Regions from separate parts of the Mus musculus genome. Here region 2 is linked to region 1. Evidence: chromatin contacts called from public promoter capture Hi-C data. All regions are on one chromosome and are shown on one strand. The core of a region is the stretch at or near the end of the contact, and the rest is flanking DNA. Distances in the headings are between cores, read along the strand shown.

What was found. Promoter capture Hi-C pulls out the DNA fragments that hold promoters and counts their contacts.
Region 2: a contact with region 1 is called in a promoter capture Hi-C map of macrophages, with 5 read pairs. The contact joins the enhancer-like site here to the promoter of Fn3k in region 1. A contact is called at or near these places in 3 of 39 promoter capture datasets (the HPC-7 cell line, HPC-7-derived erythroid cells, cranial neural crest and 1 more) and 1 of 15 datasets of contacts at CTCF or cohesin (the NIH/3T3 cell line).

The regions. Positions count from the first base shown.
Region 1 is chr11:121,432,668-121,436,221 of GRCm38.p6, reverse strand. Fn3k (fructosamine 3 kinase) reads right to left here and starts at 1,269. Exons shown (of 6, transcript NM_022014.4): 1 at 1,093-1,269. The coding sequence starts at 1,233.
Region 2 is chr11:121,739,612-121,742,930 of GRCm38.p6, reverse strand. No RefSeq gene overlaps it. Among named protein-coding and RNA genes, the nearest start is that of Gm12589, 36 kb to the left of the region's middle. Within about 2 kb of position 1,785, at least 145 of the 459 cell types and tissues checked have an H3K27ac peak or open chromatin away from gene starts, as enhancers often do. A contact at or near this core is called in the NIH/3T3 cell line and macrophages, where this site is marked.

The DNA of each region.
Region 1 (3,554 bases), core at 20-2,519:
ACTCCCCAAAAGTTATCCACTGACTTCTACGCACGTCATGAATATGCAAACCAGAGCTTTCACACACACACACACATACATACATACACACAAAATAAATTGGATATCGTTGATTAAAAGTGAAACTTGAAGCCAAAACATTTATTATCACACATGTAAACCATTCTTCCCCCTTAATCCCCTTTCAAGGGGAAAAGTCAGACAGGTACACTCAAATCGCCAACCTGCACTTGGGACAAAGAGGCATGTGCTGAGCAGCCTGTTGTGGAAGGGCATTTGCAAACTTCAGCCATGCTTCCAGGGTAAACCTCCAAACCAGGCCAACGCTGCACAGAAAGCAGGGAGGTGCTACCTTCACCGTCTCTAATGATACCAGGAGCATCCTAGATACTATAACCACTATCCAGAACTACTCCCCACAGAGTCCAGAACCTCTGGAGTCCTCCCCCCACAGAAGGGGAGCACCATGCTGTGCCAGCACAGCTTGCTCTCAGGGACTCTAGCTAACAGTCCTCAGTTGTCTTACAGTTTTCCATGCATTCTTTTGTTGTTGTTAGTTTGTTTTTGTTTTTGAGCCAGCTTCTCCTCATGTAGCCCAGGCTGACATGGAACTCACCATCCTCCTGTCTCAGCCTCCTAAGTACCAGAGTGATAGGGTTTAGATGTATGCCTGGCTCCATACATTCTTAAACGGGGATATCTTAAACGTCCTAGAAACCAACAGAGCCTTTGAGAACGATGGTGCTAACCTAGCCCTGGGAATCCTGTCTCTCTTCACCTGCTGGGAAAATGCAGGAGCTGAGGTCAGAGCAGAGACCAGACATGGGCAGAAGCAGCTTACCGCTAAGACTCACCTCCCCCATGGTCAGTGATTACAGAAAATTTAAAGCCCCTGTGTGGGAGCAAAAGCAAGAAAATAATCATGCAGCAAAGAGAAACCCTCTGGTCCCAAGAAGCTGCCTGCATGCAAGTGCTGGTTGACCCCTCAGCAGAGCGTTGGGTACGCCAGGTCTAGTTCCTCCACCACTTCTCAGAATCCTGCATTCCTCTTTCCCCTTCCTAGACTTTATCCTTGTATACCGGGCAGCGCACCTGTGTCCTGCGATTGACCTTGACAAACACGGGGCCACTGTCAGTGTAGTAGGCATAGCCCTCGCTGATGCAGCCCCCTCCGGAGCTCCCAAAGGCCCGCAGTGTTGTGGTGTGAAGCTGGGCGCGCAGCAGCTGCTCCATGGAGAGTTGAGGTGCAGAATGCGGTCAGGTGACGCAGAGGAGGGGGAGTCGGGGACCAGAAGGGAACACGCGCGGAGGGCGGATCAGGGGGCGGGGCGTAGCGCTGTCACAACATTGTCTGACACAGGCTTGCTGGCTCCTAGCTACCTCCGGTGCATGCTATCCCTGCATGCTCTTGGGCACCAGAGCTAGGGTGGGAGGGGGAAGAGAGCGAGGAATTTCTCTCTCCAAGGCGATTTCCACCCGGGGCTGCTGTGGGAGAAGGAGGGATGCAAAAGCTCTCGATACCCTCATTACTAAGCTCATTTCAGAATTTCTCCTCCAACAACACACCCTATAGAAACAGAACCCAGACCGGGTGGCGGGTGTTCTGTAAAGCCACGAGACAGAAAGGGAGTGTCCTCACAGAATGCACGTGAAGTCCCAGAACATCTGCACCCACCTGGGGTCTACCCTGGGCACCGTGCTCTCTGCATAACTGGGAGAATCAGGAAAGAGCGCAGAAAGATTTGGGTCAGGGCTTCTTTATCCTTGCAACACAAGGCATAGCCTAGAGACTTAGATATCCCATGGAGAAGATCTCACTGTCCAGATAAGGGTGGAGTCCTAGCCATGGGGGTGCCCTGGCTAGGCCCTAGTGGCACCTCTTAATGCCACAGGGCTGAGTGATAGAGGCTACTGTGGGAGGTGTGATAGCAGCAGCCTACTCCACCCAGGGTAGGTGGAACTCTGGATTTCAGACAGCCATGATAGGAAAGCAGCAGACATATATGCTCATGGATGCATGGGCACACACACACATACATATAAGAACACATCCACAGACTGATATAAGAGACAGCCTGTGCTAACCCTTCAGTGTTTTAGGAGAGGTTGCCTCAGATGGCAGCTCCCACCATGAGCTGCTGGTCCCTCTCTTGTACTGCAATGTCCCCAGCTGACTATAAAGGGACTAGGAAGATTAGTGGGTGGATAGATCCATTGCTGAGCTTTGAGTATGTGCCAGGGCACAAGTGAATGTCAGCTACATTCACAAATATCCTGAGAGGATGCTATAATTAGCTCCTGCCTTCTCTATGACAAAACTAAAGTATAGAGGAGTTAACTTGCCTGGGTCCCAGTGCTGAGACATAGCTCATAACATATGAAACCAAGTCTGGTTTTGGGCTCCATCCTATGAATTCTAGTCTCAGGCCCTAGCGGGATAAGACTCTTCCCAGCATGTGTCAAGAAGACCTGGCTGCACTGTGCTGCTCAATGTTTTTCTCATGGCCTGCCAGCTGACAGTTCTACAGCTGTTCCTTTATCGACCAGCCTCACACTAAGATGACGCCCAAAGCACATGAAGAGATAACATTTGCATGGGTTTTCGGTAGGCATAGCCCTCATTGAGGAGCCTATCTTAGGAGCTCTGTCATACCTCAGAGGGGCAAAGCCTGTCAGTGCTGGCCATCCCCAGGGTCCTTGTGACCTGTCATGGGCTCAGACTGAGACTGGGTTCCCTAGAGGCTCTTGAATAACTCCTGCATCTGGCAGCTATGTGGGATGATTGGAACCTGGGCACACACTCAGGCAAGGAACATTGACTGATATGGCCTCCTAATGTGGCTTGATCATTCCTAATCATGGTAGCCAGAGTGGCGGACTGCAGAGCCAGGGTTCTACCCCAACGACCTTTTCTAACCTGATTCTAAAGCCAAGTGCAGTGTCCGTGTCTTCCCTCTGTGCGGAGTCTTACACAACTCCAGGGACTGACCTAATTAGGGTAGTGAGGGAATGAAGGAAAAAACACACATGAACACACAGAAAAGCCGGGAAGGATGTCTGATGGAGAAGTTTCAAGATCCCAGAACATCAGTGTGTTTATTATTTACAGCTGAACGAGTAGGCAGGGTTGTGGTATGCAGCTAAATCAAGAGGGCGGGCTTAACTGATCTCAGTAGGAGCAGTCCCTGCGGGGATCAGTCTTCAGGCAGTAATATCTGTGAGGAAAGGAGTACAGTGGCCATTTTCTGCAGGCAGCATTGACTTCCCACTCAGATCAGAGGAAAGCTTTGTTAACTCTCTGCGTCCTCATGGATTTGGAGTCGATCTCGCAGGCTTATGTCAAACACAAACACACTCTGGCCTTCTTTGCTCCCCTCACTACTGGTTATGATTCTTCAAGGCCATGCTAAGTAAATGGACTTGACAGCATGGAAATGTCACTGCAAAGAACGGGCAGGACAGCCATCTATACGAAATGTGACTGGTGTCTCCATTTGGGGCCCTTCCTACCACTGCACCTGAACACGAAGCATTAGCACTCCATTCAGAAACTT
Region 2 (3,319 bases), core at 536-3,035, 310 kb before region 1:
GTTTAAGAATTCCATGAGGGAATAACAAGAGTCTTCTAATTTAAATATTTGAAAGACAAAATCAAGTGTGTTCTTTCCATAGACATAGGCTTCCACAAGAATAAACTAAATAGTAAGCAGTTTGAAAACATGACTTTGAAAGATCTGGCAACCTCTCATGATACCAGTGCTCACTTTTTTATAAAAATGCTTTTAACAAACTTTTCTCCTGGATACAAGCTAAGATAAACTGTGTCTTCCTATATAGCCCACTGTGATACTTTGAAGATGCTTGGCCCAGGGAGTGGCACTATTAGGAGACGTGGCCTTGTTGGAAGAAGTATGTCACTGTGGGCATGGGCTTTGAGACCCTCCTCCTAGCTGCCTAAGGAGTCAGCCTTCTCCTGTTTCCCTTTAGAACAGGATACAGAACTCTCAGCTCCTCTAACACCATGTCTGCCTGGATGCTGCCATGCTTCCTATCATAAAGATACTGGACTGATCCTCTGAAGCTGTAAGCCAGCCCTAGTTAAATGTTGTCCTTTATAAGAGTTGCCTTAGTCATGGTGTCTCTTCATAGCAATGAAAACACTAAGACACCCACTAAACCCAAGCTATCTGGAACAGGCATTTACCAGACGTTTCTCCAACCTCTGAACTCCCTGAAGTGATATATTCCTGTCCTCAGTGATTGCCTAGACCAGAGCAATGACATCTCATGGCCATCAGCTAGTCCACAGACGTAGGTCAGACTCAAGAGCAAGTTTATGGAACCATCAAGGGCTAGAGCAGACATGCCTTCATAGTCAGCTTCTAATCTGAAGAATTGTCTTGGAAAGATGATCCCAGCTGCCCAGTCTGATTTATCCACAGCCATGCAATGGTCATGTTGACTAGAGCTGCTTAGTCCCCAGTGTTTTGGAGAGCATAGGGAAGGATGAGTGAGTACGTAGGGTGAACGAGTGTATGAGAGACCCAGAAATACCAAGGTGATTTCCAACTGCCTGACCTGGGAGGCAAGCATGGCATATAGGACACCCTCCACTAGGCCTCTGGGCAGATGACAAGCATATGTGGGGTCTCCTAATGGCAGCCCTTTATCCTCTGGGGAAAGACTGAGCAGAGCCTTCAGGTCATTCTACCCAAGTCTATCCTGTAGGAACCTACTTAGGCTCCACTTGATGCAGATGTGAGTCTAAGGGCAAGGGTGAAGCTGCAGTGTGTGTACTGCCCCAAGTGCTTCCTGCTGACAAGGCACACTGTTGCCTTAGCAACACAGCTTTACAGCACTAAGCATGTGGTAAAAACATGTGACACACCCACTCATCATGCTGTGTTGCAACTAATTCTTTCAGCAGATCCCAGCCAGTCTCTGGAATTACCAGGCTGAACTGGACTCTCATTCCCTGAGGACCTGAGACTTCTGGAACTGGGTGTGGCATGAAAGACGGAGAAGACAGACAGCATGTGGGCAAAGGCCTCTCTCTAACAGCCAGGGGCTTGGGCAGGTGTCTGGCAGCTACATTCCAATGTAAAACATTTTTCACTAAAAAAATTATTCCAGAGACTGTATAAAAAGCTAAAGGTAGCTCTGGGGGTGTTCTAGAATGCAGTGGAATTTTTCTGCCCAGGGAGGAAAGAGGCAGCAGTTGACATGGACATGAGCCACCATTTCACTCCAAGATGCCAGGGTCAGTAGAACAAAGAAACTCTGGTGTCTTGGGAAGTAAACTTGTCACCCTGGACAGGGCAGAGAGAGGGCCCAGGAAAAATAAGCCCTACACCTTCCTCATGACCTCAGAGACAGGGAACTTTGTGGAAAAAGGGTGACCACAGTCCACAGGCACTGCCCCCATAGGTAGGTGGAGGCCCGAGTCACATTCTTGGACAATTTCCAAGTCCCTCCCAGGGAGGAGCTGTGGGTTCTTCCTCTTTGGACTCCTTAGAACAGGATTGGCAACTTCAAATATACAAACATACAACCACCTCCAGCTCTGGTCCAGCTACCATCTCTTCTTCCCAGCTGTCTGCTGGACTCCATTCTGCTGATGCCCCTGCTCCCAAGTCATACTTCAGATTGTATGACTCCCACTCAAGACTTCAGAAGGACAAGGGCCCTGCGGCAGGGCCAGTGTTTCTCACCTTCCTTTGGGCCACAAGCCACTGAGCTGCCTGCTCCTCCTTCTGTGCATGCTGAGTTACCTTCTCAGCAAGGCACACGCCCACTCTCCCCCTTGGACTGTTTGCATAGTGCTTCTTACTGAACATCTTATATGGTTTCTCAATTGTCTCACAAATACACATAGGTGCACCAAAATCAAAGATACAGGACAAAGCTATCATTGAACGTTTTCATTCGAGAAAATATCATTTAACACAAAATAGGAATAACTAGTATAACTAACCTCAAATCTTCACCACGCAGTTTCAACAGCCATCAGCCTAGCCCCATTTCCTTTGTGTCTTCCTGCTCCCTTTGTGTACTGTGAAGCACACTCCAGTCATCAATGTGATTCTGTCTATAAACACTACTGAAAAGCAAAGTTTTTTTTTTCAAGAGCCTGAACTTAATACCATTGTCACACCCTAGAAATTAATAGCTTTAATCTTCAACATACAATCATCTCCCTCCAGGGTACCTGACTGCCCCCTGTGGCTCTGTCATAAGTTGAGAACTACGTCTGTCTGGTACAGCGCTGTGCCTGCACACACACAGAGTAGCAGATTGTCAGGGTTATGAGAATGCTAAAAGACTTGAACATAAATATCAAGAGCATCTTTTATATCACATAATTTTAAAAAGTCAGTACCCAAGGATGAGGAAGACTGATGTATGTCCCAAGCATATGACAGAGCTATGGGCTGTTCTCATGCATAATGCCAGCCACCCCTAGGGAAACAGTGTAAATAAGGAGAGTGTTGCTGAGGCATCCTTCCCTAAGCTCCAACAACCTTTATTCAGTCCCACCACTTCGTCGCACACCTGGCCTAACACACTTGCTGTTGCCCTCCCTTGCTTCTCCTCCAACTGTTCAACCCCACATGTGACCTTCCAGGCTTCTCCACGTCTGCCAGGACCATCGGCTTCCATTTGTCAGTCTCTGCAAAACAAAGCCTCGAGACTTACAAGAGCAGTAAATATGAGCAAGTCTCATCCCTTCCAGCCTGGTGTGCATCTCAAGAGTACAGACAAGTTTGTGTGCCTGTGGCAGCATGTGGCAGCCACACACAGAGTTTGGTAGCCCACCCTCTTTCACACCTCAGAGACTGCTCCATCTCACACAACCCTGCAGAGATGGCTAAACCAGTTGACTTCTCTGCTTGGTGATCTGATTTCTAG